Linked DNA regions of Mus musculus: regions 2, 3, 4, 5 and 6 are each linked to region 1. Evidence: chromatin contacts called from public Hi-C, HiChIP or PLAC-seq and promoter capture Hi-C data. All regions are on one chromosome and are shown on one strand. Each heading gives the region's core, a stretch centred on a gene start, on an enhancer-like site or on the middle of the called end of the contact. The rest is flanking DNA. Distances are from core to core; before and after follow the strand shown. Region 1 holds the start of Spcs3 (signal peptidase complex subunit 3 homolog (S. cerevisiae)). Region 2 holds the start of Hmgb2 (high mobility group box 2). Region 3 holds the start of Sap30 (sin3 associated polypeptide). Region 4 holds the start of Hand2 (heart and neural crest derivatives expressed 2). Region 5 overlaps Fbxo8 (F-box protein 8). Region 6 holds the start of Fbxo8 (F-box protein 8).

Region 1 (4,038 bases), core at 1,123-3,622:
GGAGAAAAGTTCATCAAATCTATATATGTATTTTTATACAATGAATTACATGCATAATAGATCATTTTAGGTAAATAGTTAACAGTATGATTTCCTTTGGCTTTTTTAGAAATCCTTTTTGTTTTTCTTGTCTTCCTCCCTTCTTGCATTTACCCCTTTTCCTTCCCTGGAGAAGTGACCTTTACCCTTCCCCTATCAGATCACTGTACTCTGCCTTTCCTCTTTAACATCCTCCCACCTTCTGTATACATCTCCCTCTCTCCCTAAGAACCCCTCTTCCCAGTTCCCTGATCAGATTACTTGTACCCTGCTAGCCCTCTCTCTATTGCTCCCCAACTCCCCAGCCTTTTAATGCTCCTATTTTGCTTTCTTGGTTTCTACAAGCTATGCATTTACATTGGAAAATTTGGAACTAGGAGCATCCAATGAGAAACAACAACAACAACAACAACAAAAACATGTGAAGTTTCTCTTTCAGAGTCTGGGTTACCTTCCTCGGTATGATGTTTTCTAGTTGCATCACTATGTGCAAAGTTCATGATTTCATTTTTCTCTACAGTATTCACAGACAGGTTTTCTATAATTGTTGAGGTATGGCCATTTGCTTGTATTGTAATGCTAAGTGTGGGTCCCCAAGACTTGGAGAAGAGGGAGTCTAAACCTAGTGAGCTGTGTGACCTTGCCCCCAAGTTATTTCATTGGTGAATAAAGATACTGACAGCCAATAGCTGGGCAGAAGAGACATAAGCAGGTTTTATGGTTCTCGGGCTCTGGGGGAGGGGGTGTTGTTGTTGTTGGGAGAAGCACAAGCAGAGAGAAGAGGAAAGGAGGAAGAGAAAGTTAACAAGGGTTAGGAGTCATGGCCCTGTGGGCTTGGAGTTACAAGCAGCCCACATGAAACATAGTAAGTAAAAACTCTGGGTTATTGATAGGAAAGTAGATTCTAATACCACAGAGGATGGATATCTGCCCAGCTTTTATGCTGCTTAGAGTTTAATATACATATAAAGGTTGTGTGTGTCTTTTTATCCAGGAACTGAATGATCAAAGGTGGGGTTAAGACCCCAATTGAGATTAAATATCTCCACAGCATCCAACAGGCCATTACTTTCCCAGGTACACTTCAGTCTTTTGTTTCACAGGTACTTCTTTACCTACTGGGAACAGATTATTGGGTGTGTCTTACATATACCTCTAAGTGTTCAGTATATTTCATAGCATGTATCCTGGCACTCATCATCTGTAACAAGAGGCATCCTTTCTCTAAGTTACTCTATAGTAATAATACTAGGTAGTGTGTGGGTTGATTTGTTCTGTCTCACCACATACATGGCTTCCTCATTTTGTCTCTAGCACTATGTAGCATCCCTCAGTATTTATACCTGTTTTATAATTTAAGCTGCTGCTTTGATTTTGATAACTTTACTCAGTTATAAACCTCAGTAGGGTTTATACAAAGTGATCAATATACTTTTGTGTCTCACTTGCAGCACAGTAACTATTTATTAAAACCTTCCTTCACTGAATACAGTGTGGCTACCCGAGAGATTGAATAACCAAGGTTTTAAACACATCTAAAGACCACTCTGACTATAACTGCTACATATTTCATTTATTGGCTCTATTCTATTTGAGCCAGGGTCTATTCTGTTACACTCTCCATTCGAGGCCTAGAATATGCACTAGGCAATTCTTAATGATCCTGCCTGTATGCTGTATGAAAATTAATTGCATGGTAATGACTGAGAGGAGTTTAATCAATATCAGTTTCTCATTAACACCGTTTCATGGTTTACAGCAGCTGTTGTACAACAACCTATTTTGGATAAGTGGAAATATTTGGGATTGTGGTATAAAACACGTAACTTAAGTAGAGGTTCGGTTCTCTGTTGAAAGCAAAGCAACAGGGATTTGACTAATTGTCTAGTGCGAAGGCTGCATACCAACACTGGTGTCCCTGACTGCTATTTAGGTGCCTGATTGATTTCATTTTTCCTCCTTTCCAAAAATGTCCAACTTTACCAGCTTTGATAGAGGTGAGCTGGGACCACGCGTTTTGAAAAGTGACTACCACAGAACAGTTAAGGGGCCGCTGTCCCTATAAACTTAACTGAAGGTCAACTCGCAAAATGCTACTTCCCTACCAAGCCACAGAGGCCATGGAACAACTGAGCAGTGGAGGAGGCGGGTCTCCCCCCACACCCCCGTGGCAAAGCCCAACCCCCGTGCTCTTTGATGATTGGCGGATTCACTGAAAGCACCGCCTTCCGGCGCGTGCACGGCCGCCCAGTGGGTGGGACCCAGAGGGTGTGGGAGCGTGCGCGCTCCCGTCGGAGGACCGGAAAGGGGGCGGGGCGGGACGTGCGCACCCGATGCGCGGGTGGGCGGGGACTGGTCGGCCGCGGGAAGCAGAGCCTGAAGTGCGAGTGTGGGAGCCGGGGCCCGGGAGGGAAAGGTCGCCACGATGAACACCGTCCTGTCGCGCGCGAACTCCCTGTTCGCCTTCTCGCTGAGCGTGATGGCGGCGCTCACCTTCGGCTGCTTCATCACCACCGCCTTCAAAGACAGGAGCGTCCCAGTGCGGCTGCACGTCTCGCGGATCATGCTGTGAGTGCGGCCGGCCGGCCGGCCCCGCCCGGGGCTGTGTGCGCGGTCCCCGAGGGCTTCGCCGCGGGCCGTCCACTCCGCGGACGCGCGTCCCGGGGCCCTCAGACCCCAGCCCTGCGCGGTCGTCTCCCGAGTGGCCTGGGTCAGCGCTCCCCTTCCTTCCTGTTCTGCACGTCCCTCACCCACCCGGGCCAATGAGGGAGCAACACAACAGCACACCCACACCCGCGCTTCCGCCCGGCGCCTCCCCGCCTGCAAGCGCGCGTGGGGACCTCAGCCAGTCCCCAGTCCCCCCTGGCCTGGGTGTCCATCCAGGCGCCTCGGTGGGTGGCTCTGGTGTCACGTCCAGCCCCAGTTGGTTCTCTTTGACAGTCCCTGAAGACGTCTGTCTGTCCCTCGTGGACACACTACTTGGCAGCTGCTGCCTTGAAGTTAGGATGTGCAGGATGCACAGGGGCGGTTTAAACATCCCAGTTTCTTGTTATTTTTAACGTCATTCTTTAGCCAGCAACCTGAATAAGTCTTAGGAGACATTAAAAATAGAATTTCGAAATGACTGTTCTTTTCCCGTACTGCCTGTTTTATTTATAGCATTTCCCTCCATTTTTCTGGCACTTTTATCTTTCACGCAGTGGTTTTAATTCCTGTATGCTCTGTGTGAACTGTCCTCTACAATCTGCCCGTTCTTTTAGCCTTGGTTTACTAATTTGTTTGTCAGAATCACCAGTAAGTGTCTCCTCTTACTACTGCTGCTGCTTTTGATTTTTCATTTTTATCCCCAACACTTTTTGTTAGGTACTATTGGTGATTTAAATAGACGTAGCTTAGATACCGGCCCTGCCATCACCTTCTGTGGTGACCTAGATAAACTTGAAACATATTAAACATTGTGATCTTAAACAGGTTTCTTGCAGTCGCAGGTGTTAACATTTGTTGTAAGTGAAGAAAGTCACTGGAAGGATTGTTGTATGGATTTCAGATAATTGTGGAAAGTGCATGTTGGCTCTGACATATGGCATGTGCTTATAATCAGGTGCTGCGTTCCAGATTATCTTGTGGCCTGCTCCGCATAAAGTATTTGTGTTTCCGTTTTTCTTTTTAGTTTTATTTTTTTCTCTTCCCTTGTGTTCTCTCAGGGCTCCTCGTTAGGCAGATGAAAACCACTGACTGCCTTCTCTTGTATTGAATTATAATATTTATTTTCAGACAAAAGCTTACTCTTAAGTTTACGATTTCGCTGTTAAACTTGGGTGTGACTTCTGCACACAAGGAGCCCTTCCTGTTTCAAGTTGTGTACGTTTAGTGTGATACTGTGAGGGATGGTAAAACTTTTATCTTTACTTCTAGAAAAAATGTAGAAGACTTCACGGGCCCTAGAGAAAGAAGTGACCTGGGATTCATCACATTTGATATAACAGCTGATATCCTTCA
Region 2 (4,038 bases), core at 659-3,158, 3.0 Mb before region 1:
TGTCAACCCCTTTCGCACCTTATATTTATATTTAATATACAAACTACCTAAAAACATAGCTGGCACTCTACCCTCTAAAATAGATTTACACAACTACCACGAGTGTACAGGCAGGAAATTTGCAAGGGCCACAAAACACAGTATCACAAGGTGAACTTGTCTGTACTGCTCAACTTTCATCTGGGGTTTCCAAAAACTGACAGGCAGTGGTTAACAAATATCCCAAGTTCCTACAGCTGACATATATCATATAGAAATATCAGTTATTATTTAAAAGGCACCGTACCTTTTCATACTTCTCCTTTAGTTTAGCTGCTTTCTGCTCATACGGTTGTTTATCTTTGGCAGATTGCTCAGACCACATCTCACCCAGTTTCTTCGCAGTATCTCCAATAGACAGGCCTGGGTGTTCAATTTTGATCTTTGGGCGATTTTCAGAGCAAAACAGGAAGAAGGCAGACCTGCAAGGAAGCAAGAGTTAACAAATAGAGGACGATGGGGGCTGGGGGGGCGATGGGTTCGTTAGTTCTCAGATCAACTTACGGTGGTCTCTTCGGAGCATTGGGGTCTTTTTTCTTTCCTTTCTTATCCCCTTTGGGAGGAACATAGTTCTTCATCTCCCTGTCATAACGAGCTTTGTCGCTCTTGGCCAAATCTTCAAACTTGGACTTTTCCTTTGCAGACATGGTCTATGGGGCAGAAAAAACGAGTCAATCGGCAAGGACTTCAAAGCTCCTAGCTGTCCGAGTAATAAAGAAAGTGGATAAACAAATAAGTCGAGTCAATCTGTAAACTCTGAGGCATTTGCATTAAGGGCGCCCTCGGCTTGGAGACCAACCTTTAAAACCCTCGGGTCCCCAGGGTGGCAAAAGCTCGCGCGCTCCCTGGTCCCTGTCGTCCCCCCCCCCCATCCGACCCGCCCCCGCCCGCGGGGACCCGCCAAAAGCAGCCCGGAAACGGCCTGCAGCCGGGCACGCGCGCCGCCCGCCCTCCCTCCCTCACCTTCCATCTCTCGGAGCATTTCTTGGAGAACTCGGCGAAGTTCACCGACGAGTCGGGATGCTTCTTCTTGTGCTCCTCGCGGCAGGTCTGCACGAAGAAGGCGTACGAGGACATTTTGCCCCGCGGCTTGTTGGGGTCACCCTTGCCCATGACGACGGCGCGGCGTCTGTCTACCTGCCGAGGAGAAAGCCGTGTCCGGACCGGGGACCGGGGTGGGGACCCGCGGGGAGGGGGCTGCAAGGAGTGAGGAGCGTGGGGGAGGGGAGCGGGGACAGCGGGGAGGGGGGGGATTCCGCTCCGCTTCCCGCCTAAACCCCGCGCGCCCCCGCGAGCGAGCGCGGGAGCGCGCGCCCCGGCCAGGCCCGGCCCAGCCCAGCCCCAGCCGGCTCCGACCCGCCCGACTCGCCCGCCCGCCCGCGCCTCAGCCCCTCGCCCGGAGGCCGAAAGCCGCCGCCGGCCGCGCGCCCTCCCTGACAGAAAAGCCGCGCGCCTTACACTTACACAAGCCACCGCGAGACCCACAGCCAATCCAGTTTTTAAGAAAGAGACAGAGAGAAAGAAAAAGAAACGCGGCCGGGCTCAAGGGCTTTCTGGCCGCCCTCCATGGCCCCGGCCCTCACCCAAAGACTCGGCCGCCCTCTAAAGCCGCCGAAGCCGCCACGCCGAAGCCCGGCAGACGTCCCCCCACGTCTACGCGTTAAGAGCCAGGCCGCCAAGCCCCGGGCCTCCCGGCCGAACCTTACCTGCTGCGAGCGCTGCTTCCCTCAGACCTCCGCAGAGAGACTTCCTTCCCCAAGCTCCGGCGAGAACTGGTTTCTCGCTAACGCAATCCCCAGCCTCTTGTTTTGCAGAGTTCTCCGCGCCACGGCAACTTGACCAGACCAGTCGCGGGCCACACCTCCCTCCGCTCTGATTGGCTGTGGAGGATTATTCAAACCCGGAGAGTCCCCGCCCCCCCACGGAGAAGGCTTCCGATTGGTGGGTGTCTGGCCAGGCCCGTCCCTCCAGGCTAAGCCTAGCAGGTTCGGTGGGTCTCCCAGGTCGTTAACTCCCAGACCCGTTGGAACCGGTCTAGAGAGGAATGTACTGCTCGGCCCTGATTGGCGGCAGGAAAAGCGTTTGAAAAATGGCGGGCCCGCTGCTGATTGGCCATGAGGGTGGGGCAGGCCCCGAGAGGAACTGCCCCGGCCAGATTTAAAACTAGCAAGGAGGGCGCCTGGCGCTAAACTCTTCAGGTGATAAAGATGGCTCCGAGGTGACTAAAGGCGCTAGGCCAGCCGCGGTTTGGATGCCGTGGCCTGCCTGGGGCTCAGCTACGAGTTCACGAAATAAAAAAATGGGAAGAAAGTGGGGAGCCCGCGGCGCGGAGCCATGATGAGGCCGAGGTGGAACCGGAGCACGGCGGGCGGGGAGCCTCAGACTGTGCGGAGAGTCTCACGGACTCCTAGCCGCGTCCCCTAGTGATTTAAAAATAAATAAAGTAGCCCTCGCCCTCCGATCGGAGCCATGCCTGCCTCCGCGCCGGGACGGCGTCTTCCACAGCTGACCCGCCTAAGATCTGCGGGTTGGCCGCACTGCACCCCAACACTTCGCGGGCGCGGGTGGGAGGCCAGGGTCCCTCACCTTGCCGGTCAAGCTGCTTTCCGGGGAAGGAGGGCTCGGTCCTAACAGGCCATTTCTGCCTTGTGATTTGGCTGTGGAGAGCTCTTTCCCCCCCCCCCCCCTCGCAGATTGACGCGTATGTGGCACCGCTGTTTTCACGGATTTTCAATGTTTTCTACCCCCAGCAACTTTGCTTGCATTTGCGGGGCTGCCCTCCTGTTTGGTTCCTGTGTGAGGATCATTTTCGATAGTGCTTAAGGACTTAGCGGTTCTTAACTTTCTTTTTAAAAAGTAGACTTGAACGTTGTGTTTTTCTTGGAAATGGATGATGGTTCAGCATTGCGAATATACTTAATGCCGGCAAACAGTGGTCCGCCTTTATGTTCTACGACAATAAAAACAATAAGGTGCCAGTTAGGTGTGGGGGCATATTTTCCCGCTTTAAGGGTACCACCAGATTTGTTTTTTTGGTTTTTGGTTTGCTTTTTGTTGTTGTATGTTTTGGTTTTTCAAGATAGGGTCTCCTGGCCGGTGTGTAGCCTGGCTGTCCTGGAACTCACTAAATACTCCAGACTGACCTTGAACTCAGAATTCACCTGCTTCTGCCTGGGATTAAAGGGGTGTACCACCATACCTGGCTAAGGTGTCAGAATTTTGTTAATCGTAATGCTTATAAATTGTGTCTACCTGAAATCTTACATCTAATAAATGACAGTTGCAACTAACCTATAAACCAGACACGCACAGTCAAGCTCACCAAACCTGAGTGTATTATTCAAATAGCATTGTAAGTGAAATTACTGATGCACTACACGTTTACATCATGTATTTAAGTGTTACGTGTACCAGGGTTCTCTAGCGAAACAAAACCAATAGACTGAATCTATATGTAGGAGATTTATTAGAACGACTTATAGGCTGTGGTCCAACAATGGCTGACTAACAGTGAAAGGTCCAAGAAGCCAGAAGTTGTTCAGTCCACAAGGCTGGATGTCCCACATGGTTTTCAGTATAAGCAGAATCCTGAAGAAGTAGGCTCTAATGGCAGTGAAGTAATTTCTAGGAAGAGCAAGAGCAAGCAAGCATTCTTTTTTCATGTCCTTTATAAGGCTGCTAGAAGAAGGTGTGGCCCATATTAAAGATGGATCTTCCTGCCTCAAAAAAAATCAGGGTTAAAAGTGGATCTTCCACTTTAAATGATTTGGGGGGGGGGGTGTTTCGAGACAGGGTTTCTCTGTATAGCTTTGGCTGTCCTGGAACTCACTCTGTAGACCAGGCTGGCCTCAAACTCAGAAATCCACCTGCCTCTGCCTCCCAAGTTCTGGGATTAAAGGAATGTGGTTTTTTGTGTGTTTGTTTTTTGATTTGTTTTGCTTTTGTTTTTTTGGTTTTTCGAGACAGGGTTTCTCTGTAGCCCTGGGTGTCCTGGAACTC
Region 3 (4,038 bases), core at 612-3,111, 3.0 Mb before region 1:
GTCACTTCTCCAGCTCTGCCCTCTGTAGCATTCTCTGTAGCAGATTGACTCCACTCCACTGTTGCTGTTGTTCTTGGTGATCATTCTATGGTACTGGCATCTCCAATATGTTAGGGGCCTTCAGCTGCAACTAAGTTTCACCTCTCATAGGCTCTCTTCATGGTGCCACGCCTCAAATCCTTTGCATAACCTCTTCAGTCCTAACCCATCAACAACTGAGGCTGCACTTTCACCAATGGTCTTCCCTGGCCTCTCACAGCTGCTCTTCATGACCCCTTCATACCTTCAAAACCACTACCACTTGGGTGACACTTATACATTACCAAGTACAGCTGCAGTACAGGGTACAAACTTGGGTATCTCGGAAACACAGCTTCTTTTGCCTTCAGAAAACAACTCCCAGACGATTTCACCTCTGTGGTATTGATCTCTTCGTAATCACTGCTAATTTCTTAGCTCCAGCTAGCCAGCATCAATTGTCCTAGTGGTGCCTTCTATTCTTGACTCTAAAGCCAGCCACATAGCCGGAGCACCTGAGTTCTGCTACTTGCTGAGGCTGGAATGTGGCCCCTTCTTATTCTATTACCAACTTTATGTTTTCCAACTCCTTCCCAGCCTAAGCTTAGCTGTCCTGGAACTTGCTCTGAATATTGACCTTGAACTCAGAGATATGTGTGGCTCTGTATCATTAATGCTGGCATTAAAGGCATGTTCTACCATGACTGGATTTAAACTTTTCTCTATTTGGAACTTGCTCTGTTCCAAGCTGGTCTTGAACAATGAAATCTGCTTGGCTTTGTCTCTTTGGATTAAAGGTGTGAAAGCTTGGGCCTAAGTTTTTCATGACCTCTGTGACGATTATATATATATATATATATAATCGTCACTGAATTGGTTGAATCTAAAACAGGCTTTCTCAAAACTCTTCCACTTGAAATAAATTATTTTTGCTTAAGCTTAAGTCTAATAATTATCAGAGGTTCAGGGTTGGCATGGCCACGCCCATTCTTCCACCCCGCCCACCACAGGCACAGGCAAAAATACACATTACGCGAGCACAAACACGTACCCAGGCGCGCACGCGCGCAACCCCCCCCCCCCCCACACACACACCCGCGGCACACACAAGCACACATGTACGCATGCATATGACTCAAGAAAAGAGGTTTCTCGATCCTCGTCCCCTACAGCCAGGGCTAAGTTTTGATGAGTAGTCTGCAGACGTGATACTAGTGTGCTTCCTTTAAATGGTCTTAAACCCTCTTAGATCCGTTTGAAAGGAATCCAAGTGGCAGTAGAGGCGACAAGCAGCCCGATGCCTGCCAACCCGTCGGCACACGAGTATGCCAAGGACCTGCCACGCTCTAGAAGTCAGCTGCGGTATGGAGATGGAGATGAAGGACTCTCCGCCTAAAGAGCGCTAGGTATCCCGAGTTTTCTTTCAATAAATACCAAACAGCCCGTAAACTTTTTCTCACTTAATTCTTACTACCCCCCCCCACCCCCCACCCCCCCACACACACACACCATTAATGCTTCTTCCCAGGAGTCAGCTGGCGGTCTGAACACTAACTTTGCGAAACAAGAGGAGCTAAAACCAGCCCTTGCTCGCAGGAGAGAATAGAGGCGAGAAAACACGGTAAAAGCCTGACCTCACAGTCAGACTTGCCCGGTGCTTGGAATGGAAAAAAAAAAAAACTAGGGGTGGCTCGCCACGCGACGCATGCTGGGATGAGTAGTTTGTCCCGCTGGTCCCGCACGTAATCAGAACAGAGCGCAAGTTAGCTCCTCGATCAAGAACTACCATTCCCGTGGGGCCGCGCGGCAGGTGTGGGGCGGGGCCAGAGGAGGGGCGTCTCCCTCGCGCAGGTTCTGGGGTTGAGAAGGAGGCGGAGGAGCTGCGGTCCAACTGCTGAAGTCTCCATGTGACAGTGAGTGGGGTCTCCTTTCTAGGCGCCACTTCACTCCTGATCACAGTCACAGGACCTGGTAGCTATTCCAGCACCGACAGACCGGCCGGCCCTGGACTCTGGGCGTCGGACCGTGCCGCCACCAGACTTGGGGTGCGGAGTGAACGGCCGCCCAGGGGAAGGAGGCGGAGCGGCGCGGCGAGCGGGGCTCTGTAGCGGCGCCGGCGCCCCCGAACTGGCAGACATGAACGGCTTCACTCCGGAGGAGATGAGCCGAGGCGGGGACGCGGCCGCCGCCGTGGCCGCGGTGGTCGCTGCTGCGGCTGCCGCCGCCTCGGCGGGGAATGGGAACGCAGCCGGCGGTGGGGCAGAGGTACCCGGTGCCGGTGCAGTGTCAGCTTCTGGGCCACCTGGAGCGGCCGGTCCCGGCCCTGGGCAACTCTGTTGTTTGCGGGAGGACGGTGAGCGGTGCGGGCGCGCGGCAGGCAACGCCAGCTTCAGCAAAAGGATCCAGAAGAGCATCTCTCAGAAGAAGGTGAAGATCGAGCTGGATAAGAGTGTAAGTGGCCCAGGGACCGCCCTGCCCTATCCTGCGTGCCTCGCCGGATGGTTGGCGGGGTTCACGAGTCTCGGGGATTGGGTTGCAGGTGGGATTAGTGGTTCTCTGATTGAAACAAAGTCCCTGCAACTCCGGCCACCTTCCCCAGCGCGCGCTCGCGCAGTGGTGCGGGGCTCCTCCGCCCCTCGCCCGGACTCCCGCTGCCTCGCGTGTCTCCCACGCCAGGCTTCCCTCTTCCTCCTTTGCTGCGATCTGGAAACGAAACAAAGGGGACCGCAGCACCGAGGGCCCGGAGTAGTTTTCTCGCAGCCGGGCAGTCCCTTCTGGAATGGAGGCGCCTTTGTTTTGCTGCCAGAGCCGGTGTCTGCCCTAGGGAGCAGCTTCGCTCCTCTAGGGAAAGTAGAGTCTGGCTGGACCCCACAATTCTCTCTCTCTCTCTTTTTTTCCTTTTTGTCTTTTCTTTTTTTCTTTCCTCCTCGTTGTTCTCTTTCTCTTGAACACAGACAAGCAAGCTGAGCTCACCAGTTGCCTTACAGGGAGATAGATGATTGTAAACGTTGTTTGCGGTGTCAGCTCTTCGGGCAGCTGCTCCGAACCAAGGCTGCAAATAAGCCTCTGCGGTTTTACAGCCCTCTCGGCAGCCATCGGGATTTCTTTTTCTGTCTTTATGCACGTCTGCTGTTTTGGCCAGCTATGAGGTTTCAGAGAATTCCATTGCTACTTTTCAGAGCTCTGACTGATGGCAAAGGAAGAACAAGATACAGAACCTCCAGACATCCTGTATATTTTTAACTTACCCTTAGCTTAGAAGTCAATTTAAAAGCCTGTTCATTCGGCCTTTAATTGTAGCCTTAAAAGGGGGGGGGGGGAGAGTGTCAATCAGCTCAGTATTTCCTAGTCCACTGTATATACAGCTCTCAAATCCCCGAGTAATTAATTTTTTTGAAAAGTTTATTTGTGATTCTGTTTAGGCAGGTTTCTCAGTAGGGTCCATGAGAAACTTTGCAAGAGAACATGAATAATTTGCTTTAATTGAAAACACAAAATACAGAGAAATATATTCGCTTAATCCTTAAAAAGAAACCTTAGGGTTCAAATTTAAACATAGGATATGAATTCAATGTTGCATTTGTAAAGAAATGCATACTTTGTACCTGTAGAATTTCACTATCTAACAGATCAATCAGAAAGCATGTACCTACGAGTAATATAATGCTGCTCTCAAGCTAGAGAAAATACAAGGACAAATTTGTGGGCAATGCCACCTCTCCCTTTTAAGTTAAAATCAGCAGGAGCTAACTTATTTAGGTCACCTTCCCTGCAATTTGATGACAAGACCCAGAGAATTGGAATTTTTCTTCCTTTCCTGCCTGCCTGCCTTCTCCAAGATACTACCCGCCCGCCCACCGCTTCCAATTCCTCCCCTCCCCCATTTCCTTAACAGTATCGCCAGATTGCTAATGTTACAACATTTTAATAGTGGAAAGAAACATTGCATCTTCTGAACAGTGGCCTGTTAAGATGATTTTTAGTCAGCCACCTGGGCCTATGCATTTTACTAATACTTAG
Region 4 (4,038 bases), core at 582-3,081, 2.8 Mb before region 1:
GGTCATTAGGTAACTTATTTTAGAAATATTTAGAAGAAAAGTTGGGTTGGCGGTCAAAGATAGCTTTAATGAACACAGAATGAGGGGACCTGGCCAGTGTGACTGGGAGATTGGTGAGCTCCTACATTTTGGAAGGTCGGTCCTAAATGGAGAGAGGAGCTTGCAACTTCGAAGGAAGACATTCTGCTGCTGACATCCTCCTGTCTTGCTTTTGAGGAAACCATCCCTACTCCACAACCTGGCTCCCTACGCAAAGAATGTGGCACACAATTTCTCAGCCTGAATGGAAAGACCAGAACAGCGGTCCCAAGAACCCCGAGTCCCTCACCAGCCTCGATCCCTTAGTACTGACCAGCTCTTTCTTCCTCTTCTCCTCTTTCACGTCGGTCTTCTTGATCTCCGCCTTGAAGGCCTCCGCCTCTCCGTTCTGGTCGTCCTTGGCCAGCAGATCCATGAGGTAGGCGATGTAGCTGGTGGCCAGGCGCAGTGTCTTGATCTTGGAGAGTTTGGTGTCGGCGGGCACGTTGGGGATGCACTCGCGCAGCTCGGCGAAGGCGCTGTTGATGCTCTGAGTCCTGCGCCGCTCCTTGCGGTTGGCGGTGCCCCGGCGCTTCACCGGGCGCGGCCCCCCCAGGCCGGGAGGCCCGGCGCCGGGCGGCACTCCCCCATAATGGGAGTGGTCCAGGCCCGCGGCACCGCTGGCGTACTCGGGGCTGTAGGACAGGGCCATACTGTAGTCGGGGGGCGACATCTCCGGGTGGCCAATAAGCCAGCCGTGGAAGTAGGGGTTCTCCTCGTGGCTGCAGCGGCTGGCGGCGGCGGCGGCAGCGGCGGCGGCGGCTGCGGCGAATGGGTAGCCCTCATGGTGCACCACGGGGTGGTGGGGAAAGCCCCCCACCAGACTCATCTCGCCTTCCGTGGCCCTCCACGCGCCCCAGCGTGCGCGCAGCCCCGCCGCGCCCTCCGATCGGGCTCCGACCTCGGCGATCGGCGGCCTTCCCCACCCCCCACCCCCCAACCCCCGGGCTCCCGGGCCGGCCCTGCAGCCGCAGAGGGGGCCGCTGCAGCCCGGGGCCCGCGCCTGGCCCGCCGGGCCCGCCTCAGCTGTGCCGCGGCCGCCGGCTCCCCATGGGGCGCGGCGAGCTGGTCCCGGCACGGTGCGCCCTTGCTGGCCGCCGCCGCCCGCCCAGCTCTACAGCCCGCGCGCCGGCTCCCGCGTTCCCCGCTGCAGCGACCAGGCAGAGCGCTCCGGTGCTCATGCAAAAGTGCCGGCCGGCTCCCGCGAGGCAGTCCCGCAGACGCCGGCCACGGGACTCCTGACTCCGAAGATGACCTGGAATCCGGGGCGAGTCCAAGCTGGGGCTGCAGGAGCCGGCCCGGCTGTGCCGGGAGGCGGCGGGGTCGCAGCTTAGCGTGGAGCTACCTCGGTGCGACCCTCCCCCTTCCTGCCCCTTCCCCTCCCCCACCAGCTCGATCTGGGTTCTTGGGCGCTTATTGTTTTAATAAAAATTATTTGGTTGTTGTTTTGGTCCTTGAGTGTGATTTGTTTTTAAAGCTGTAAGGAACGTGTCCGTCCTCGCTCCTCAGGCTCTCTCGGAGGCTTTGCAGAGAGGTCTCAGCGCATCCATTTTCTAAGATCCTCTCCTCTCCGGACAAGAATCTTGGGCCCTTGAAGGCACCTCGGAGCTGGGAAGCGGCGAATGGACTCTCGGAGGGGTGTGCTCAGACAGTGGCCGCGGAAGCTCCTGGGTGGCAGCGGCGGCGGTTCTCTTGGGCTGGACGCGGTGAGGGGAGCAAGCCGATTTTCCCAGCAAGATCTCCATGTACAGCTACATCTTTAGGGCCGCTCGGGTTAATATATGTCGTCAGAGGCTCCTCACGCCAATCCCGGGGCGGCGGGGGCGGCGCCTCGCGCTCTCCGCAATAAAACTTTTTGATGTTCACGTTGCTAATTGCCGAGGTCCTCTTCTAGGATTGGTTGTCCACTCATAACCATAAGATAATTAAAACGGGGGGGGGCAGGGTAAAAAAAAAACCCTTTTATCAGCCATAGGTTAATGCAAGTGTTTAACAGATGCTTCGCTATTAAAATATTTCCCCCCAATACTGAAGAATCTTAAACCAGGTACAGTATTATTTCGCTTTCTTTTCTGATTACAGGGGTGGGGTGAATAGAGAAAGGAACGCAGATTATGCCTTTTCAAGTGTTTTGTAGGTAACCGAGGCAGAAAACTGAGCCGACAGTCTCCTATAGTTTTGTGCTGGGCTGGGGAGGGGATTTGGGGTGGGTGGTGGTGGCGACAAGAGTCTGGAGGTGGCGGTATGGAATCCCATTAAGGTGCGATTGGGAGTGAGCCGAGTCTCTTTGACCAGGCTAGAGCGCCAGCGCTCCTCTGACCCGGCACACTTTGGCAAAGTTGCAGTGGCCTGTTTGCTTAGGCACTGAAGTGGATGACCCAAGTTAGGATGACAACTTGCAGAGAACGCGGATGAGACCTTCAGTTTGTGCCCACACTCATTTGCAGCAACCCTAACAGAGATTGCGAAGATTTTCAAAGTGGGGCACCTCGATTTCTCGAATCTGTGGTGTGGCGAATATCCGTGTTCCTCCTGCTTAACTAGCCTGTTTGGTAAGTAACTGAATAGTTTTTACAGCGTGTTCGGAGCTTATTTTCTAGTTTTTATGAACAAACATATAAATATATCTCTGCATTCCTGCCTCCCTCATAAAAGCGGGCATCTGTGGAAAGCAGGTTTAGTTATCGGAGGGGAGCCATTAAACGGACGTTTAAGAGACAGGCAGGGAGGAAGGCTCGTGGATGTTTAGACTGCTTGCCTTGGCGATCTTGAACGCATTAGAACGGAAAATGGATCTCCACTTGTAAGTTAGCGGGCCTCGGGGCACCTAGGAGATTCCCCAGCAGCGCGGGATAGGGGCGGTCAGTGGAAGGAGGCAAAACCACCCTCCGGCTGGCCTGTATGAGGATCTCTTCTTTTCACTCACACGAAGAAGGTCCCTGTGTAATAGGGTGTCAACAGAAGCCCTTAGGCTGTAAATTTGATCACACCGATAGCTGGCCTTGGACCTGAGGAGGCAAGCAGAGGGGACACAAGTGACTCCCACCGTTGGCATCGCTTTTTGGAGGCAGAAGCACTCTGGTCCCAGACATTAAAGAGAACCCCAAGTTAAGAATCCTGCATGGACAGTCCTTCCCATGTCCCTAGAGTCTGTCTGGCTGTTATTCTGTCTGGAAGGCCACATCAGAAGGAATCGGAGAGCCCATCTTCTTGCTCCCAGGGTACCCGAGCTGAGACCTAACTGCCCTGTGGTAATCTCACGGAGGAAAAAAAAAGACTTTAGAGCTGGGTGGTGGGAGAGGGGGAGAACTTAAAGGTTGTGGCCTTTCTTCTGTTTGCAAGGGGTCAGTTTTCCAGGCCAGCCCCCAGCAGAGGGTCAACTAAGACAGAGCAAATTCAGGATGGGGAGTAGCTGGACCTAGTCTTGCTGGTTAGCTCAGAGGCTTGAGTTTGATGGCAGAACAAAGTGACCTACATAGGGCTCTGCTTTCCAGCTTCGGTGGGTCTGCAGCTTGGGGTACAAGGAGAGTGGTTTTAAAGAAGTAGAGGTAATGTGGTGGAGAATTCTGTTTACATTTTCAGCAGGAGGGGTACCCTGAATCAGTAAATATTGGTAGTTAAAGCCTCTGACATTTGATACATTAAAAAAAAACTTGTTTATAAAAACATTTAGGCCTCGGGAACAGGTAGACTGGGTAAGATGATTATGTCCTGTCCAATCACAGATAAAAAACTTAGGAAAGGTGTTTTTTGGCTGCCTCAGGAAATAGACTTTCAGGGCGTTGGGAGATAGAAGAAGAATCCACAGAAAGATAGGGCTGGGGATAGAGAAGCTATCTGTTCACTTGCAGCCTCAGGATTTAGGGATCAGAAGGTGCTACTTTTAGCCTCCCCCCAACCCGCTTCCTGCTTTTAAAATTGAAACCACCACCACCACCACCACCACCAACAACAACAAAA
Region 5 (4,038 bases), core at 1,076-3,575, 2.1 Mb before region 1:
ATCTTTACAATAAAATAATTATGATTATAAATCTCTTCAGTTAAATATGCATACATTACATGGTATTTGTAAAAGGATGGAAATGGATAGTTCCCAGACCAATCTAATGCACAAACACTCCATTTATAGAGCATATGTCAGTTTAACATTCTCTAACAGTTGTGTTAGACAGTGGCTGTTTTGTGCAAACATGATGAGCAAATTAAGAAAAGTTCTGTAAAATTAGTTAGTTCTGAGATTTCTAAACTAGAAAACAGTGAAACAAAAAAGGGGGGGTGCAGTCAAGCTGGATTTTACACACAGGCTGGACTGGAGTGACCAGTGCTGATGCAACCCTGCTGCCACTAAGTCTGTCCCTGGGTAGCCTCAGTCTGGAGTAAAAAGTTGAAGTTCGAACACTTGTGCTTTTATGCAGCCACATGGCCAATAAGGTAGATGTTGTCATAAAGGTGTCCTACAAAATCTTCACTAATGTTCTGAGCAGCACGGCGCGTATTTCGAATAAACTCTCTTTTTGACATTTTATTCTTCACATGAGGACTAGTGAGGTCAATGGAAAGTAGAATCAAAGAGTAGCACAGTACATAGACAGCATCTGGAAGGAAAAGGAAACACACCATTAGCTAGCTCAAGTATCCACAGGGGTTAAGGAGACAAAAGTTCAGAATCTCAATAGATCACACAGGGTGGCCAATCCACCCTGTGGGTCTAGGCTTTGCTTCCAGGTGACTCTTTCAGCTTCTGTCCTGGGAAACTGTAAGATTGCACAACCTGAGTCAACATCATCCAGTCTGACCTCCAAGGCCATGGGCACACTCTCCAGTTCAGAGGACCTTCAGGATGCTTTAGGAGTTTTATAGTGAAAACACATTCCGAACTTAATATTTCAGAACTTGCTTTATTTTCATTTTCTCATGAGACACATCCAACTATGATTAAATAAGTTCCACTAGGATCTTATGATCCTGCCCGATAAAAAAAAGGTCAGGATATTTATGTTTAAAGAATGCTTTGGCGTGCACCACCACGCCCAGCTTTTTACAAAAACTCATTTTAATTTGAAAGCATATTTAACAATATGAAATATATTACCATGGTACTAAAAATCGAATGCAAAGAATTTTTAAGATCATTAAATTCCTATTCTCATTGGAGAGATATGCCTTTAAAGTGGGTGCAATCTGCACTTTAACTCTAAAAATTAATCTTTAGGGAAAACATTGTGCTGACTGAGCTAGTACATGCAACAAAGTAGTTTTCTATCATGATAGTTGCTATGCTATTTACATTTTAGAATTCTGCAGTCTTAAAGACAGCTAAGTATTGTATCTTATGAACATGTTCAGCAAATATCACATAACAGGTAAATGTTTTGTAATCTTTGAGTAATGCACAATTCTTAATACAAAGATACAAGTAAATTTGTAAAATGAACATACACTTATGAAAGTTGAGAGAGCACAGCATACATAAGTATATACACGGTGAAAACTAATTGTATTAAAAATAAATTTTAGTAGAAATATATTGTCATCCATATGCAGCTTATTAAAAGCTTCAACATAACCTTTACAGTCATTGGCAAAAATAACAAATAAGAATAACTAAAGAATTAATCAACTTTCTTCATAAAGCTATGCATTTCCTGTGCAAAGGGTAAGTACATGTCCTCCTGAGTGTTCTATCCACACAGTGCAACAGGTAAGCAAGTAGTTAGCATTTGTAGACTTATGCACACACACATGCACACGCACACGAACACTGAGCTGTCCTTACCAGGACTAAGGCCAAGTTCTCGCATGAGGTCAGGATTGCAAGCACAGAACCTATGTGAGAACTTGGTTATAAGAGTTTCAAGGTACTCCCCACGCTCTTCAGGGGCATGAATATGACGAAAAAATTCTCTCAGTGCATTCGGCAAGAACTGATTTCTAAAATTATGCAAGGTTACAAGGTCATCCAAGACATCTCTCCTAAAAAAAGAGAAAAAAATCATAATATCATTTTGTATAAAAGTACTTGATTATTGGTTAAGATATCAGTATATTTTATCCTTACCCTTTAAAACAATTAAGTTTGATTATTTACAAAGTTAAGCTATTTTGAACTTCTCAAATAGGCTAAAATAAAGCACAATAAAGTAAAATACACAATTCTATGAAGAACGTAAGATTTCAAGTATTGCAAATATTGCTCAGCTGGTGTGGTGACACTCATGAAACTGAGGCAGGAGGATCATAAGTTCAAAGCTAGTCTAATCTACACACAGACAAACAACCTCCCTGCTATTTCTTTCCAAGTGCCCTCTGATCTATGTCCAAAGAGCCCTAGAGTTGATGTCTTTTAAATAGTAATGAGTCTTCCTCTATTGTACTAAAGCACACATTCAGAGCTAAGAGCTAGCCATGTATTCACATAGAGTATACACTGTCTTACAGTCTGCTCTTCCTCCTGATAGTTTATTGTAAACAGTTTGTGTTTAGAAATAGACTCACATCATTTTTTAGTGGTTACTCACCATCCAAACATATGGGCATAGTAATTCTATGGATATATATGTGTTTATAATTGTATCAATATTGTATAATATGTAAACATATGTATGTTATATATTTTAACCTATTGCATGTAATATGCAGTGTGACTCTTTGTAACAACATTCTTCAACTGTTACTGAACTCAAACTTGATTATATGATCACAGTCTTCATTTTGATCAATTACTTACGACAAGGCTAGGCAAATATAGCCAGTGGGCAAACTCTGACCTACTGCTTGTGTTTGTAAATAGATTTAATGGAACAGGACCATACTGCTTTGTTTATAGTTGGCCTGTGTCTGCTTACACAATACAAACGGCAGAGTTATAAGCAAAGGCAACAGAGATCATAAGGTCAGCAAAACTAAATATTTACAGAAAGATCTACAAAGAAGTACCAATCTCTAGGTCCTTAGCATTTAAATACAAAGTAGTTAAGGACAACACCTTCCATAGGAGATTTCTTTCATGACCAGCATGCTGGTGTAGATGCTCCTCTGAGTATTCTTATGTGTGCATTTAACTTGAATGAAGGGCACAGGTGAGTATCTCTCTGATGAAAATGTCATCTCATCCATCATCTCTACCTACGTGATTGCATATTAAACGTCACGTCTTTAGACTTAAAAGGTGTAAGGATGTTTTGTGTGCATGCCTGTCTGGGCGCTGTGTGCATACAGTAGCCACTGAGGACAGAGAAGGTGAATGCTCTGGCACTGGATTTGTGAGCCACCGTGTGGATGCTAGGATCTATACCCGGACCCTCTCTCTGCAGAGCAACAAGTTGTCTTAACTGAGCCATCTCTCCAGGTTCACTTTGGTAGAATTTTCAGGCTTCATATAATCACTCTCTGCAACATTATGTGACTATATGCATATCCGTATAGTCCTTAGGTTTTGAATATTACAATTTGTCTTTACAATAGAATTTTTAAATGGGCAGTTTTGGGATTTAGAACTTCTGATTACCTGAACACTTAGCTCATGAGTAACTATGAAGAAAAAGTCAGGGCTGCAACTTCTACCAAGTTGTCTGCTTTTAGTTTGCTATCCCAGGGACGTTGGGGCTATCATAGTGTTTCTCTCTCTCTCCAGTTCTGGCTGGCAACAGATTTGGGAACCTCTGCCTCAGCTTCTGTGTGCTGTGAGAACAGCTGTGTCAAGCCATACACAGCCATTTTTTACTTTTATAATGGCAACCTTTTAGCAACATGTTAACAAAAAAGTCAAACCAATTGTAAGATATAATAATCTTTCTTATATTTTTACTCAATTTTGCAACTAGATTATTCTATGTACTATAGCTTTTAAAATAAAGTTAACATATTACTTAACTCATTTCTGATAAAAATTTAATTTTGCTTTACCTTTCATCAAGATAGATTCTCAGTTTTTTCCAATTTAGTGTTCTGGTACAGAAGATAAATTTTGCTATTTCCTTTGGCGAATCATCTAGGATACCCTTGGACATAAAGTAGCTCACTCCCTAAGACAGAAAGA
Region 6 (4,038 bases), core at 502-3,001, 2.0 Mb before region 1:
ATTATAAAATATAGTTATCTTCCCTCAGTTGGATGCTTTCTCCCAGCTTGTCTGTTGTAGGGGAAATCAACAGCCATACTATACTCTAAGGGGGTTTTCTGAAGAAAACCCACTTAGCGGAGAATCTAGGGCAGCTGGCAACTATGTGCATGCACTTGGAAGTGCACCCTTAGTCCATCTCAGTGCAGTCTCTCAATAGTATCACAAGTCCCAAACACAGCCTAACTACGACCTCAAGAAACAAGCTGAACTACTCTGTTGAACGTTGCCCTGATACTTGACTCAAAGAAACCAAGATAGTACATGTTTGTTGTTTTAAGCTGCATTAAATTTGGGGATAATCATAAACCAGCAATATGAAACTAATGACGATACTTAGGTAATTGTTAATTTAGAAAAACTGTATAAGCAAGAAGTTTCTGAATTAACCTGAAAATAATAAATTTATTTATTGTTCATTCTGAGACCTGCTCTACATTGTAAAAACAAAACAAAAACAAAAACAACAACAACAACAACAAAAACCTTTCACAAAGGTAGCCGGAAGCTCTTCTCGTCGGAGTGAAAGTGCCAAAGTCCAAAGAACCAAAGCAAAGAGAAGAGTACTTAGTGACCTGTTGCAAAACCATACTTCCAAGCCTTTGGAAGGCCAAGAAAAAGGATTGCTAGCTAGGGACAGTCGGGGCTACACAGTGAATTCTGAGCCAGCCTGGAGTACACAGGAGACCTTGTCTCAAAATACAAACAAAAACGGAGTGCAAACACTGACATGAACAACAGTTTGTATTCAATTGCAGTATTGAGGGTAATGAAGAGAATATGGCGCGCGCGCGGGGTGGGGGTCTTTACAAATAAATGTCTCATTTATAAATTAAGTAGTCACAATTATTAATTAGTAAATACAGAACGAAAAATAAACCAGAAATATATCGAGTAAGAATTGCAAACTTCTATGGTTTTTGTCTAGACAATGTGTACTGAGTAATACGATGTGGAAAGTGGAGCGTAGCCACAGAAAAACAAAACGAAAAGGAAAGTGTTGAACCAATTTTACAGTCTGTTTGGAGACTGTAGCAACTAGCAATCAGCGGAGGTCTTAAACTGGATATGTTTGAATTCGTATTAAGGGGACGCCGTAAGAAATGAAGCGTGCCTTGGCATCGAACGACGCTGTAACCACCACAAAAGCAATACGTGAAACTGAAGAAAGTAACCTCCACCGTTTGTCATCTTTCAAGAGGGACGACACCACGTCGCTACCGCGAGTCCCAAATCGACCTCTATACCAATGGCCTAGAAACAGAAGAGACTCACACCCGCCTCTCGATTCTGATACACCATTTTAATAAGCCACCGCTGCTGTCACTCAAAATGTCTCACAGTACCCATTGGTCCTAAACTGTTGCTTGCTGGGCCAGGGCTATCAAGTGGCAAGCATCCCTACCCCTCACTTCGGAGGAGAAAAGTGAGAGCGTCCGGGCGGGCGGAAGAAGCAAGGCATTGGAAGCCTCTGTGCCGACGCGAGTACCTGAGCGACCTGGGATCTCCACCGCCGCCGCGACGACTCGGCCTGTGGGCGGGGGCTGTCAGCCGAGAAGAAAATGGCTCAGCCGGGAACTGGTGCCCAAGCCATGGAGAGGCCTGTCCAGAGCGCACGTGTTCGCGCTGGAGAACACGATGGCTGCGAGGGAACCAGAAGCCGCCCCAGACTCCCGCGAAGTCACAGCACCTCTGCCTGCAGAAGCCCGAGTGGCGGACCTTGCAAGGTTTTGACGTTTCCTATTGTTGCCGGAAGTGACGTCGAGGAGCGGCTCCTTAAAGGAAAAAGATTTCCGTTTTCCTCATTCAGATTCGCCAAAAAGTCTTTACTTTTCCGCTTCTCATTCTGAACTGCTTTGGCCATCAAAATTATGCTAATTTGAAATGTGACATTCAATAAAAGACATGTAATTGATAAGACTTTAACGACAGTAGAGTATCCTGAAGAAGCTGCGCGAACGGAGTGTGGAATCTGCATCTAGGAATGCCAGCATTTGGGGCAGCCTCTGGCTCGGAATGTTTAGCCGCTGTTCGAACTCTCGGCTCGAACTCTGAGTTCTAAAAACAAACCGTCGGCACGAGGGGCGACCCGAGGCGCGGGCGTAAGGCTCTGGGGCTGCAGACCCGGTTCCCGCCACGTTCTCGGGTTTCTAGTGCTCCCTTCTTCTTTCTGTGTTGGTACGGTAGCCTTGGGAACCTTTCAGTTTGCTTAGGGGCTGCTGGCTGAGCCAGAGCTCGTGGACCTGCTGTGCTCTGGCTTGGACGAAGGTGGCCCTTCTGCTGTCCTCACCGAGGTTCCTGGGTTGTAGGCGAATGATCAGGTCTACCTTTTCATCCCTTTAAATTTAGAGGCAGAAAGGGAATTCGAGATGGGACTTGCTTGTGTACCAGCTGGTATGGTTTTGGAAGGCATCAAGTAGAATGAATCGGAGTCTGCCCTCTTTGAATTGTTTTGTAGATGCCTTTAAGTTTCTTTCCGTCAAAAATACATCTAGCTTCAAAAGACTGTCCGGAATAGAAAAAGTACTCCTTCCTTCGTGTTCTCTTTGTTTTCATCTTCATGGTGTCTCCCCCCCCCCAAAAAAAAAAAAAAAAAAGAATTCTCCATCTACTTTGAGGCCTATGATTGCTCTGTATGAAAAGAAAACTAATTTTAACATATGTATTCTAGACTTACTGCTACACTAGACTGTTTTACAGAATTATTTGCAAGCATTTTAACAATGTTTTATGCGTGAACACAGCGGTTCCCTCATCGGATCTTACAACAGCATTTTCCTAGTATCTATTACGGAGAGATTTTGTAAGTTTAGTTTCTACAGATTTGTATCCCTTTATCTTAAAGTTTGTCTTTTAGATATGTCAAGCGGAATTTCAAAATCCTAGCTATCCACTGTGATTATTAAAGGCTAGTTACTTTATCCTGGGCAAAATGATTTTGGAGTCCTGTGACATGTTTTTAAAGACCTGTAGCAGCTACGAAATTGAGCTGGGTTTGAAACAAAGTATCTTAAACTGCAAAGCTGGGGGACTAGCTCAGTGGTAGAGCCATTGGGTATGCCAAGATCCTGAGATCGGTTCCGTTCCCCACCAAAGCCATCTTGTGCGGTGCTCACAATGTCTTCCAGCAATTCGGTTGGTGGATTTGATTTGTTCCTAACTCTTCAGAAAGCTAGGTAGACCAGTGAGACCTTAATGATTGAATCTGTATATGGTCTTCATTTAATATCCTGTGATAAGTAATATAAAGTGAAAATGCTAATTTTTAAGTAACAGTTTAATTTTATCTCAGATTAATTATGGTCAAGTGTAAAGTATGTTTCAGTACTTGATTAGCTTCAATTCATAGTAATAATTTTAGTATTTACTAATTAAAAAACACTAGGAAAGCCTTTCTTGAAAACATACTTCTATGATCTTGTTTTTTTAAAAATACCTTTATGTTTTTCTCTTCTGTCATATCTTTTCCCTCCACCTACAGATACAAGCTGTACTTGAATCTTACTCTTCTTTAAAATGTTTATTGTGCTGGTAATGAAGAGGATGTGTTCCTGGGGCATACTTTAGTGTCCGAAATTTCATTACCAGAAGTAGAAATAATGTAAAGATAAATGCCTTCTATGATACCAGCAAAAGAAAAGGTAGCACCGAGTATTGGATAAAATTGCATGTCCTGGGAAGATAGGATATGTACAAAACTAACAATTGTGTTGTCAGATGGGTCTGGAAACTAAAACAAGATCAGACCTGCAATCTTAAATCCCAGGCACAGTGTTTGTAGTTACAGCAGAGGCTAGAGTAGTTCCCCTGTCACCTTTCTTAGGCAATAAAGGTTGGTCTGGGAAGTCTGTCTTAACATATCTGTATGTCTTTCTAGCCCCGGCATCTGGAAAGATGGGAAATAAGCCTTACTGTTTTGACCAGTATGTTGTATAATTTAATTTTAGGATTTCTTTCCCCGTCCCCCCCCTAAAATCCTCATTGTCTAAATATCTTACT

Evidence for each region. Promoter capture Hi-C pulls out the DNA fragments that hold promoters and counts their contacts. Hi-C and Micro-C count contacts between places; a contact is called where the count stands out from the background. HiChIP or PLAC-seq counts read pairs in DNA pulled down with a chosen protein or histone mark.
Region 2: a contact with region 1 is called in a Hi-C map of B cells, with 10 read pairs. The contact joins the promoter of Hmgb2 here to the promoter of Spcs3 in region 1. A contact is called at or near these places in 3 of 39 promoter capture datasets (cranial neural crest, liver and pre-B cells), 6 of 484 Hi-C or Micro-C datasets (B cells, CD4 T cells, the G1E-ER4 cell line and 2 more), 4 of 115 datasets of contacts at active chromatin or transcription factors (astrocytes, embryonic forebrain, large pre-B cells and 1 more) and 3 of 9 other capture datasets (adipose tissue, liver and pancreatic islet).
Region 3: a contact with region 1 is called in a promoter capture Hi-C map of pre-B cells, with 11 times the contacts expected there. The contact joins the promoter of Sap30 here to the promoter of Spcs3 in region 1. A contact is called at or near these places in 12 of 39 promoter capture datasets (the 3T3-L1 cell line, 3T3-L1-derived adipocytes, the C10 cell line and 7 more), 1 of 484 Hi-C or Micro-C datasets (CD8 T cells), 5 of 115 datasets of contacts at active chromatin or transcription factors (astrocytes, embryonic stem cells, large pre-B cells and 2 more) and 1 of 9 other capture datasets (liver).
Region 4: a contact with region 1 is called in a promoter capture Hi-C map of embryonic stem cells, with 5 times the contacts expected there. The contact joins the promoter of Hand2 here to the promoter of Spcs3 in region 1. A contact is called at or near these places in 2 of 39 promoter capture datasets (embryonic stem cells and hippocampal neurons), 2 of 115 datasets of contacts at active chromatin or transcription factors (astrocytes and embryonic forebrain) and 1 of 9 other capture datasets (liver).
Region 5: a promoter capture Hi-C map of liver shows a contact between it and region 1, with 3 times the contacts expected there. The contact joins the enhancer-like site here to the promoter of Spcs3 in region 1. A contact is called at or near these places in 5 of 39 promoter capture datasets (the 3T3-L1 cell line, hippocampal neurons, liver and 1 more) and 1 of 9 other capture datasets (liver).
Region 6: a contact with region 1 is called in an H3K27ac HiChIP or PLAC-seq map of double positive thymocytes, with 31 times the contacts expected there. The contact joins the promoter of Fbxo8 here to the promoter of Spcs3 in region 1. A contact is called at or near these places in 21 of 39 promoter capture datasets (the 3T3-L1 cell line, 3T3-L1-derived adipocytes, the C10 cell line and 14 more), 20 of 484 Hi-C or Micro-C datasets (CD4 T cells, CD8 T cells, the G1E-ER4 cell line and 12 more), 13 of 115 datasets of contacts at active chromatin or transcription factors (DN3 thymocytes, the SCID.adh cell line, astrocytes and 10 more) and 3 of 9 other capture datasets (adipose tissue, liver and macrophages).

What each region holds. Positions count from the first base shown.
Region 1 is chr8:54,528,332-54,532,369 of GRCm38.p6, reverse strand. It overlaps Spcs3 (signal peptidase complex subunit 3 homolog (S. cerevisiae)), which reads left to right and starts at 2,372. Exons shown (of 5, transcript NM_029701.1): 1 at 2,372-2,607; 2 at 3,955-4,028. The coding sequence starts at 2,465.
Region 2 is chr8:57,509,713-57,513,750 of GRCm38.p6, reverse strand. Hmgb2 (high mobility group box 2) reads right to left here and starts at 1,908. Exons shown (of 5, transcript NM_008252.3): 1 at 1,746-1,908; 2 at 1,003-1,176; 3 at 544-689; 4 at 287-461. The coding sequence starts at 1,152. 2500002B13Rik (RIKEN cDNA 2500002B13 gene) reads right to left here. Exons shown (of 4, transcript NR_126553.1): 4 at 3,489-3,663.
Region 3 is chr8:57,485,683-57,489,720 of GRCm38.p6, reverse strand. Sap30 (sin3 associated polypeptide) reads left to right here and starts at 1,861. Exons shown (of 4, transcript NM_021788.2): 1 at 1,861-2,469. The coding sequence starts at 2,155. 2500002B13Rik (RIKEN cDNA 2500002B13 gene) reads right to left here and starts at 1,758. Exons shown (of 4, transcript NR_126553.1): 1 at 1,528-1,758.
Region 4 is chr8:57,318,776-57,322,813 of GRCm38.p6, reverse strand. Hand2 (heart and neural crest derivatives expressed 2) reads right to left here and starts at 1,831. Exons shown (of 2, transcript NM_010402.4): 1 at 353-1,831. The coding sequence starts at 907. It overlaps Hand2os1 (Hand2, opposite strand 1), which reads left to right and starts at 1,955. Exons shown (of 6, transcript NR_154048.1): 1 at 1,955-2,125; 2 at 2,526-2,630.
Region 5 is chr8:56,587,993-56,592,030 of GRCm38.p6, reverse strand. It overlaps Fbxo8 (F-box protein 8), which reads right to left. Exons shown (of 6, transcript NM_015791.4): 4 at 3,906-4,024; 5 at 1,777-1,973; 6 at 1-595. The coding sequence ends at 408. Among named protein-coding and RNA genes, the nearest start is that of Fbxo8, 39 kb to the right of the region's middle. Within about 2 kb of position 2,325, at least 2 of the 459 cell types and tissues checked have an H3K27ac peak or open chromatin away from gene starts, as enhancers often do. A contact at or near this core is called in liver, where this site is marked.
Region 6 is chr8:56,548,867-56,552,904 of GRCm38.p6, reverse strand. Fbxo8 (F-box protein 8) reads right to left here and starts at 1,751. Exons shown (of 6, transcript NM_015791.4): 1 at 1,529-1,751. Cep44 (centrosomal protein 44) reads left to right here and starts at 2,339. Exons shown (of 11, transcript NM_001009951.1): 1 at 2,339-2,360.